2 separate regions of the Oryctolagus cuniculus genome follow, and region 2 is linked to region 1. The links are chromatin contacts, called in public Micro-C maps. All regions are on one chromosome and are shown on one strand. Each heading gives the region's core, a stretch centred on a gene start, on an enhancer-like site or on the middle of the called end of the contact. The rest is flanking DNA. Distances are from core to core; before and after follow the strand shown. Region 1 overlaps VPS53 (VPS53 subunit of GARP complex). Region 2 holds the start of RFLNB (refilin B).

Region 1 (5,528 bases), core at 1,456-3,955:
GCACTTCCCTGACTCCCCACTCTGGGACGCCTACTCTTATAGTGCTGTATTTGTGCCAAATATTGTCGGAGCCAGACAGGCAGCCAAAAGCAACATACTGTGATATTGGCCCCTTGACCTGCAAAGAATAGTGGAAGGACACTGACTCGCCACCAAGGGAAGACCTTCGTTATTATAGAAACTATTTCAATCTAGCTGAACCTTTCTTGATAGGAAACCACTGGATGAGTGTGGCTGGCTGAGGGGACTATAGGAAAAAGAACACTTGGAATCTACTCTTGGCTTGGTTAGGAAGCCACGTATCACTGGTGCAGTTATTCAACCTCATCTGAAAAATAATGGACTTTAGGTAAATGAATAAGGTAATTCTAAATCTTTTTTTGTTTTTGGTCAATTTTGTCCACTCCTATGCATCTCAGTGGTATTTAAGTGTTTCCCTAAGACCTAAAAGTGTTGCCTGAGAACTAAACTGTTAGAATACTGATTTGCTCCACACTGGATGGTTGTCACATCATCCCCAACACACTAACTACTCAACCCTTGCTTTTGGATGAGAGTGTTTCATTTGACAAAGAAGTCAGAGAGGTCAAAACTTTTTTGTTCATGGATTTTTTTCACATATAAAAACATGATTAAGTTATCTTGGATACTTTAAAAAATATCTTGATTCCATTTGTAAAATAGGAATAATAACACAAGGCCTTTAAGAGAAATCAATACCTCTGACAAGGAAAAAGAAACATCGGCACTGTGGTATAGCAGGTTAAGTCACCACCTGCAGTGCCGGCATCCCATATGGGCGCCAGTTCAAGTCCCAGCTGCTCCACTTCCAATCCAGCTCTCTGCTATGGCCTGGGAAAGCAGTAAAAGATGGCCCAAGTCCTTGGGCCCCTGCACCCATGTAGGAGACCAGGAAGAAGCTCCTGGCTCCTGGCTTCAGATTGGCGCAGCTCCGGCAGTTGCAGCCATCTGGGGAATGAACCAGCAGATAGAAGACCTCTCTCTCTCTCTCTCTCTCTCTGTGCCTCTCCTTCTCTGTGTGTAACTCTGACTTTCAAAGTAAATAAATAAATCTTTGTAAAAAACAAAACTGTTTAAAATAACAACAAGTCACAGAGCCAGAGAGAAGACAGATGAATCGTAAAGAAAACCCTTTAATTTCATCCGCCTGGTGGGACCTGGGAAAAAAGACAGAAAGCAGTTCATGGTTGGTTCCTTCTACGTAATTAAGACTAGCCTCACTCACGTCCTTCTGAACTGGCTCGAGCCTGAGATCAGACAGTGGCGCTCACAGTCAGAGACTGTCCCCACAGTCCCTTTCGACTGCTCTGCCCTGCATGTTCCTCAAGTAGCACAACAGGAATAATGGCTTGTCAACATCTGCCACCTGCCTGCAGTTATATCAGAGAACTAAGGAAGATGACGTCTCCAAGAACAGTACTTTACAAATAAATACCTGATTACCTGCAGATAGCCACAAAACGACATGAAAGTCTGGAGCAGTTTTCCTAAATAAAGCTGGGGCGGCCACTCCCCCCTACTTCCTAAGTTTCCTTTATGGAGCACAAAGAACAAATGCTTAAGATATTTCCAGTTATTGAATTATAAAGTAGATCCAGGAAATGTCCCTTGGCCCAGGAGTGAAACCATACCCCCCTCCCCCCACCCAGTGCCGCAGGGAGGGCTGACAGCCTGTGTGTGCTTCGGTTCATTTCTGCCCTTAACAATTCTTTCTCTTGAAATAGCTCAAATAATACAGAAAAAAGATTCTGAGGATTTTCCCCTCTTGGACACATGCAAAGCATTAGGATGACATCTGCTACAATTTGAAGGAGAGAGCTAACAGCAGTTAACTAAGTCCAGCTAAGTGCAGGAAAGCTTGTTATATGAGAAGAGTAACCAATAGCTCACACACAGAATACTGTGGGCTTCGCAGACACAACACAAACAGCTCTGCTACCAGTGAGAGCTAAAGGGCAGTCATTCCAAAGAACAGGATTATGTTCATTAGAAGTGAGTCTCATGGTGTCACCCTGAGAATTACATAAGTCTGCGGATACTCCTCCCCGTTGTCTTTTCACCAAACCAAAACCCATAAATTATGTAACAATCCTAAAAAACACTGTGGCTTGAAGATTTTTTTTTTCAAACACAGCCATGAGGGAAAAAAAAAAAAAAGAAATGTTTAGGGCAGACAATATACAAAGTTTGACATAGACTAAATGAAACCAAAATAAATCCTTAATTTTTAAGGCTGGGAGAACATCACTCTGGAAATATTTAAAAATCAAGGTCAGTCTCATTACTCTCAATTTTCAGCAAACATATATTTGCTGCCAGCGACTACTTTTGGAATGATAAATGAATGGCAACTATAATGAACATGAATTAGGTAGGCAAGATTAGTAATAATACCTAAAGACTGAGGGAAAGTGCAAAATAGTACCTTGGTACCCTGGGAAGGAAATGCTTCTTCAAAATCTGCCAGGATTTGCTGTCCTAACTCAGTCTGCGCAGCTTTCACTCTGTGATAAGAAGAGCACACATCAGCATCGGCACCAAACACACAATCCATAAGGAGTAAAACTGTGGAAGTCTTCAGACAGCATCCAGGCGGGCTGCAGGAGAGTGTTTGGCTGGATGAGCGTGGCCACGCTCTAGTTGGCCGCAGGTTTACAGGATCGGGACCCAGCACCTGATGGAATTTTTGTATGTCCAGAGTTGTTCAAGGCCACCCTCCACCTGCTGTGAGGTAATCTGTGTTAGCCTTCACAACATTTCATAGAAGGGTAGTTATGCTATGGGAGAATGTCATATACATAATGACACCCAAATCAAATATAAGCCCATTTTGGATTGCTGGTATAACTGTTCTCTGGCTCCTTGGAGAATGGGATGAGGGGAAGAAGGCTCCAAACTGTTTCGGGGTGTTTTTGTTTTGCTTTGTTTTAAACTTAGAGACCAAAAGGATCAACATTTTTAAACACATGAACAGAACGAATGTTTTCTAAAGTAAAAAGAAAAAGAGCTCAATTATAAGATGAACTGCTAACTAACAGCGAAGGCCACTGCATCATTATCAATGCTCAGCAGACTGTGAAGATGAAGACTGAACCGCAAGGCACCCAGTCAAAGAGAGGAGGTCAGTACTTAACAGCGGTTTGCATGTGTACCAGGAGTTCAAGATGTTAACTGTCTTGAATCAAACAGAAGATGGGAAAAGTGCTAGGATGAGGAAGGAACGGTCTGCCCGTCAGCACCCCCTGCACGTGGTCGCACCCTCCCCGTCCTGCACTAGCTGCCTTATGCTGGTGGACGCCTCGTGCCAGCAGACTCCCAGAGCCGGAGGGAAACTAGGCTCTAGGGGTGTTGCTGAAGTGCCTGAGCCCGAGACAAATACTTCAGCTCTGTGAAAGCAGCATAAAACAGCATGCTTCCTTTCTTGGTCTCCACCCTGCTACTTTGGAATTAACTTTATGAAGTTTCTAGAAATAGTGAACAGCTCAAAACCACAATTTCTTTGGCTACGAAGGAGTACCTGGCAACTTGCTGAGTTTTTTTTTTTTTTTTTTTTTTTAATGATGGGATAGGCACAACTCACAACAGTCTGTTTTTTCTGTGGCATAGTTATAATTATGCCTTATTCCAAATACTTTCCAGGGTTTTTCCACTATCTTTAAAACTTTTCAGACTTTTCAAACTTTCAAACTTTTCTCATAGGTGTGCTTGCAACCTTTTAAAGTCAGTTTTCAAAGTTTTCTCAGCCAGAAGTGGCTGAGATAAGGCTATTACTGGAATAGCCTCGCCTCCCAGATCAGAATCAGGGCCATCATCTAAAGTTGCCCAACAGACAATGGGAAACATCCCTAGAGCGTGAACTCAGATAGGAGAGAAAGGAACATTCACAAAACTGCACCTCAGAGCATCTTGTGACTCCCACAGCATGGGCCAACAGATGGCCTCCTTCGGTGCCAGGTCACAAGACACAGCTTCCCGCAGTCATCCCTCTGTTCCTTCCCTCCCCTTGGAAGCACAGACACAGCACGAGTTCCCTTCTCAACCAGGACAATCTCTGGAGGGGAAGGCTTACCCCTGGCCAGAAGCACGTGGGGCCGTACTCCCAGGGCTCCTGATCACCTCCATGATAATCACAACAGACCCAGCAACGTCTCTTCACGCCCACTACCCCGACATTTCCTCACCCACATTCTTTCTGACTCTGAGACTAAGGTGGCTGAAAAGGCAACAGGCGTCCGTCACAGGGTTTTGGCACTACCAGAGCACAGAAGTGAACTGACAGACAATGATTTGTAGACCTCCTTGCCATGATCTGCAGTCTGTTTTTAAAGTCACTTCCGGGCACAGGCGAGACTTGAGCTGTGTGTGCCCCACAACTAAGAACACTTGTGAAAAACAGGGTAGGGCTAGAAGCCTGTATTAGAGGACTTCCAGTGTCCTCTTCAGCAGTGACTGATCTACAACTGTCCTCTTTCGGCACTAGCTGGCAACAGCATCCATCTCTGCAGGTGGCTACAAATTGTATGTTAATTAGGGTAGGAAATGAAGAATAAGCTTCTGCATTTAAACACTTCCAAAAGAAGTTTGTAAAGTGTGCGTCAGTGCCTTGGGTGAAAGAGCATTCCCTTACAGAAATTACTGATGGGTATCAACAAACCCAAATGTGAACCCATGCATCGTGGAGGTGAGAGGTGAATCAGTCTTTACAGCCAGTTGCCTCAACAGGATCCTAGAAGGAAATCAACATGTAGATTAGTTCTTTGACCTCACTTCTTAAATTCTTTCCTCTTCTAACAATGGAAGGTAAGTTCCTACTGTGAAATGATGGATCAAGTGAGAAAGTCAGCATAGCAAACATGAGTTAACCACCGGGGGCCAGCACCGTGGAATAGTGGGTAAAGCCGTTGCTTGCCGTGCTGGCATCCCACATGGGTGCTGGTTCCAGTCCTGGCTGCTCCACTTCCAATCCAGCTCTCTGCTGTGGCCTAGGAATGCAGTGGAAGATGGCTTTGGATAGGCGCAGCTCTGGCCATTGTAGCCATTTGGGGAGCGAACCAGCGGATGGAAAACTTCTCTCTCTCTCTCTGCCTCTGTCTCTCTGTAACTCTGCTTCTCAGATAAATAAACAAATCTTTAAAAAAATTAATCACCATTTTCCTATTAATTTTTTTAAAGATTTATTTATTTATTTATTTATCTGAAAGGCAGAGTTACAGATACAGAGAGGGAGAAACACAGAGAAAGGTCTTCCGTCCGCTGGTTCACTCTCCAAATGACTGCAATGGCTGGAGCTAAGCTGATCTGAAGCCAGGAGCCAGGAGCTTCTTCCAGGTCTCCCATGCAGGTGCAGAGGCCCAAACACTGGGCCATCTTCCACTGCTTTTCCAGGCCATAAGCAGAGAGCTGGGATAGGAGCAGCGGGGACACGAAATGGCACCCATATGGGATGCCAGTACTGTAGGCAGAGGTTTAGCCCCTATGCCATGGAGCTAGCTCCCCTACTCATTCTT
Region 2 (5,440 bases), core at 2,625-5,124, 110 kb before region 1:
GAGAGAGAGAGAGAGAGAGGGAGAGAGAGAGATTGATTTTCCATCTGTTGGTTCACTCCCTAAATGGCAGAAATGGCCAGAGCTGTGCTGCTATGAAGCCAGGAGCCGCTCCAGGTCTCCCACACAGGTGCAGGGGCCCAAGCACTTGGGCCATCCTCCACTGCACTCCCAGGCCACAGCAGAGAGCTGGCCTGGAAGAGGGGCAACTGGGACTAGAACCCAGCGCTGCTCCACTTCTGATCCAGCTCTCTGCTGTGTCCTGGGAGGGCAGTGGAGGATGGCCCAAGTGCTTGGGCCCCTGCACCCACATAGGAGACCAGGAGAAGCTCCTGGCTTTGAATCGGCACAGTGCCGGCCGTAGCAGCCATTTGGGGAGTGAACCAACAGGAGGAAGACCTTTCTCTCTGTCTCTCTGTCTATAACTCTACCTGTCCAAAAAAAAAAAAAAATGGATTAGCAGGGACTCGAACCAGCGCCCATATGGAATGCTAATGCTGCAGGCAGCAGCTTTACCCACTCAGGCTGTGGCTTTACCTGCTATGCCACAGTGCCGGCCCCTGGAAGATCTTTCTCTCTCTTTCACTCTGCCTTTCAGATAAACAAGTAAATCTTCAAAAAACTCAGGAATGCTGGTTGTGAAAGCTTCACTGGTTGGGAGTCTCTCCAAACACAGGCACTAGCGGATCAATGAAACCCAAGGACAACCTGGATTTCCGGAAGAGACCATCCCCGCCCCCCTGTCACTTTATCAGCATTTTTTTGAAGTCCTTCCTTGGTAGTTTGGGAGCTCATGTGTTCATGGATGCAAAGCCTGAATGCACTCTGCTGCATATTATACAAATACAGGTGCGCACCCCAGACACGCAGCCGACAGCACTGCCGGCCGCCCGTGCCGGCGAGTCAGGCCCGGTGCAAAGGCACGCTCTCCGGGCGCTGGCTGCACAAGACACGAGCTGCCCGGGCGGAAGGGCTGAGCCGCTCACCTGCACGCCCACAAACCTCTCCGGCCGCCTCAGAGGGCCCTTTGTGCTCCCACAGCCACACCAGCTTCCAGAAGCCAACCCCCCAGAGCCCTCGGTGCCCCTGTACTCCTGGCTGAGTTCCCTCTCGGGGGCAGACCCAGGGAGCCTGGTGAGGATGTGACAAGGGACAAGGGTGTGGCGCCTCCAGGGCTGCTAAGGGCTTCTGGCCAGAGGAATGAACAGTGCAAGATCCCACACACCTGGGGGCCTCGTGGCTGCAGCGCGGATACCATGCGACTTCCTTCTTCACTGGGAGGCAGGAAAACACAGCTAACAACGCCCCCCCCCCCCCCCCCCCCGCCAAGTATCAGTCTGCTTTTCCTTTCCCATGGACTGCGCCTCCAACAGCACGAAACTTCAAAAATGAAATAAAATCAGGCCTGGAATATTTACCTCACTTCCTTCGGGGGTAAGGGGTCAAACTCCACTCCTTCGCCAAAGGACAGTGGGCACAGTCTTGGCGGGCAGCCGGCGGCCAGGGCACTGGGGACGGATGCTGGAGCCTTCCAGGACAAGGAGAAGGCAGTTAGAGCCGGCCCAGAGCCAGGGGATGCACCCCCCCCACACACACACACATTCCCGTGCCCCCCATCCCCATGCCAAGGTCACAGTCCTGAGCCTCCAGCTGTGGGGATCAAGGGCTGAGCCACACCTGGGAAGAGCACTGGACAGGGAGCCAGGAGGTCTGGGTTCAAATCCCCGTCCTTGCCCCCTGCACTGTCAGAGGACACTGAGCCATGTTCAGGCCAGGGGCAGCCTGCAAAGCAGACCTGACCCGCAGAGCCCCCAACCACGCTCTCTCTGGGACACTCTGGAGAAGGCTCTGACAAAAATCACCACTGGGAGTTTTTCTCAGCTAAGGATTTGGTGCAACTTCCTGCGTTTCTGGGGCTGTGGGATCAGCACCCATCCCACAGCAGGAAGCCGGCAAGCGCAAGTTCATGGGTGAGGTGAACCCCAGGATGTTCTCCACTTTGCCCTTGGTTCTCCAGCCTGCACAAGCATCAGGGGCCCTGCTTCACGGTGACAGTGCCAGCCCCGATGTGACGGCCGGTCCCACCCGGCTACTGGGGTCAGAGCTTCTGCATTAAGTGCAAAGTCAGCAGCCCCTGCGCGCCCTCCTTGCGTAAGCACCTGTCATTCTCTGATCTGAGAAGGAAAAACACCTGGGCCCAGGTGTGGTGGCGGCAGCCCCTCCTCAACACCTTGCAGGCGGCCTGAGAGACCCCCTGCATGACAGGCCACGAGCAGGGGCAAACAGGGGCACAGGGGGCAATGCAAAAGCCCACAGAGACTTGGACAGGACCGGGCAGAGGGTCCTGAGCACTCGGCTTCCGGGTCTGGGTGGGGAGTGTCCTAAGTCCAGGCAGAGGTCACGGTCGAGGCGAGAATCAGCTTCTGGAAACAGCCTCTGACTGGGACAGTTGGGCCATGCTCTGGCCGCAGCCCCACACCCGGACAGCAGGGGGCACCTCCCAGGCAGCTCCCCGACACACACCCCACATCCTTCTCCCAGGTATCCACACCAGCACCGGGTTCTCTGCCCTTCTCTCCCCTTCCTGCCCATCAACAGACGCTCCCCGTGCACCCACCCTGCCCCAGGTGCACCTCGGGGAGGGGGTGGGGCAGCCGAGGTTATAACCCCCCAGCCCCAAGCACAAAGCGCCCCTGGCACGGCTCTGGGGAACATCGGGGAAGGTTTCCCAGAGGAGGTGACCCGGGCTGGGCACTGAAGGGCCAGCAAGACCTTGCTGGAAGAGGTAATAGACCTTGTGAATGTCAGGGGGGAGGGGAGGGGAGGGGAGGGGAGGGGAGGGGAGCAGGCCAGCCTGCAGCAAGGCTGCAAACCCCGGAGGCTCCCCTGGAGGCAGGGGCAGTGCAGGTCCTTAAGGGGCCACCACGACTTCAGCCCCGGGGCAGAGGGCAGTAAACTGTGGTGGAGATTTTTTCGTTGAGTAAAAAAAAAAAAAAGTAAAGTAAAGTAAAAGGCTTAATACTGAAAAGGCCTCAGCCACCTGCGACACACGGGACACTCGGGCGCTCTCGGGACAGGGGCCGCCGCCAGGAAGTCAAGGCTAGGGAGTGACCGAAAGCAGGGCGCGCTTGCTCTCAGAATCGGGGAGCCCGGGGCACAGCGGAGTGGGCTCACGGGCCTCGGAAGGCAGGCTGGGGTCCCGTGCCAGGTCCCGGGGGCCCCGCCCGCCCGCCCGACCCGGGAGCGAACGTGGCTGAGCCGCAGCCTGGCGGCCACCGGGGGCGGCCACCCGAGGGAGGGGACAGCGGCGCGCCTCTCCCGGCCCCCGCGCGCCTCCCAGGCGACGACAACTTTCCAGCCTCCGACTCCAGCTGGCCAGTATCGCGCTGCTCCCGCCCGGGCTCCCGGCGACAGCCACGCCGACGGCGCGTCCCAGGCAGGGCGACACGGCCTGCCGGGGTGGGGTGGGGGGACGGGCGCGCTGGGGAGGGAAGGAGTCAGATCTGGGCCACTCACCGGGGCCGCGGGGGTCGCCGCCGCGTCGGGCTCCAGCGCCCCCGGAGCCGGCGCGCGCTCCCCGCCGCCGCCGCCCGCGCCGCCGCCCGCAGACGCCGCGAGCCCCCAGTGGCTGGGGCTGGGGCTGGGGGGCAGCCCCGAGTCCGGGCTGTCCAGGACGCCGTCGCCCTTCTTCTTGGCGTCCACGAGCTCGGGCACATCCTGCAGGCTCAGCCGGCCCACCATGGCTGGGCGCGGGGTCGCGGGCGAGCGAGGGCCGCGAGGGGCGCAGACGCGGGCCGGGGCCGCTGCCCGCCCGGCCGCCCTCCCTGCCCGGCCGCCCGCGCGCGCCGTCCGGGTCTCGCCGGCGGCCGCGCTCCGGGGCCCGCCCTCCGCCCCGCCCCGGCCCGCCGCGCCCGGGCCGGCCCAGCCCTCACAGGCCCCGCCGCGAGGACCGGCGCCAGGGGCCGCTGCGCTCCCGCCGTGCGCCGCCCGCGCCGAGCTCCGCCGGGCCGCCGAGCCCGCCCCCGGCTGCTGCCCACCGGCGCTGCAGGGGGCGCCGGGCGGGCGGGAGAGGCACCCCCAGCGCCGTCGACCCCCACCAGGCTACAGGTGGGCGCGGGTACCTTCCCCCACCCACTCGCCCACCCCCGCGCCAAAGCCCTGTGCCCGCGGGCTGGGAGGCGCTCGCCCCGGGCTCTCCAGAACTGGCGGTCGGGGGCAGCCGGCGGAGAGCCGGCCACAGCGAGCTCACAACTGGAAATTATTAATAGTTAATGTGCGTCGGATGGCTCCGGCCACTGCCGACGCTCACGGCGGCCCGGAGGAAAGAGGGCCCACCGCGGGGCTCCCGGGGGCCCTGGTTTCGGTGGGGGCCCACTCGGCAGGGGAGACGGTGACGTGGATGAGCTCAGCCGGCTGCCCGGGCGCCGCCTCGGGGGCCAGGGCCCCGCAGTGGGGGGAGGCAGCTTCCCCGCCGCCGCCACGGGAGCTGTGGGCTGCGCGCCCCCGGGGAACCCCGCACTGAGCAGACCCAGACGTCTGCCCTGGCCTCTGGCTTCGCAGAGAAGCCCCGTTGCGGGCAGGACCTGGTTTCAGGGGGTCTGGACTGACCCCAGAGCCAGCACCTTTCCCGGGATCCGCCTGACCCGCATGCACAGGGGGCACCCCTCAGCCCTAGGGGTTCTGGTGGAGTTCAACCAAGAGCCTGGAGATTGGGGCCTACGGTGTGGCGTAGCAGGTAAAGCTGCCGCCTGCAGTGCTGGCATCCTATATGAGTCCCAGTGGCTCCACTTCTGAGCCAGCTTTTTGCAATGGTGTGGGCCCCTGTACCCACGTGGGGGACCCGGAAGAAGCTCCTGGCTCCGGGCTTCGGATCAGCCCAGCTCCAGCAGTGGCAGCTATTTGGGGGAGTGAACCACCAGATGGATGATCTTTCTGTTTCTCCCTTTCTGTCTGTAACTGTCTCCATTTTGACCTGTGTCACCTGGGAGACCATTGGTTTCCCTGCACAGACGGGGGTCTGCTGAGCCCAGTGGACAGCAGATGTCACAGGCAGCTGGCAAGGAGGCAGATGATCAGCCCCTGGGCGAGGTCCACCCTGGAGGCCCCCTGCCTGGGAGCCAGGGGCTGATTCTTCCAACCCTCCCCAAATGCACAAAAAAGAGCCTTCCCGAGTCCCCAGAAAATAAAGGCCGGAAGGGATTTTTGCAAGGAGGCCTCACATCAGCAACTTGCGCTCCTGGCTCCACTCAGAGAGTCAGGTGGACCAGAACTTGCGGGCCGGGAAGAGCCCTCGCTGTGGTCAACCCTAGGGAACCAGCTGCTCTGAGCTGCCACCCCTGAGGGGCGGCCTCTAGGATCCCACAGTGCACAGCCTGTGGCGGCTGCCTGGGAAGGAAGGAGGGTGGGAGCCCTTGGGGCAGCCACTGTGCTCCACGTGGTGACC

What was found. Hi-C and Micro-C count contacts between places; a contact is called where the count stands out from the background.
Region 2: a Micro-C map of ear pinna shows a contact between it and region 1, with 5 times the contacts expected there. The contact joins the promoter of RFLNB here to the enhancer-like site in region 1. A contact is called at or near these places in 2 of 6 Hi-C or Micro-C datasets (ear pinna and psoas muscle).

Annotation. Positions count from the first base shown.
Region 1 is chr17:46,537,673-46,543,200 of mOryCun1.1, reverse strand. It overlaps VPS53 (VPS53 subunit of GARP complex), which reads right to left. Exons shown (of 23, transcript XM_070061172.1): 9 at 2,447-2,525. Among named protein-coding and RNA genes, the nearest start is that of TLCD3A, 62 kb to the right of the region's middle. Within about 2 kb of position 2,705, at least 3 of the 8 cell types and tissues checked have an H3K27ac peak or open chromatin away from gene starts, as enhancers often do. A contact at or near this core is called in ear pinna, where this site is marked.
Region 2 is chr17:46,651,152-46,656,591 of mOryCun1.1, reverse strand. It overlaps RFLNB (refilin B), which reads right to left and starts at 3,874. Exons shown (of 3, transcript XM_051824574.2): 1 at 3,514-3,874; 2 at 1,416-1,525. The coding sequence starts at 3,738.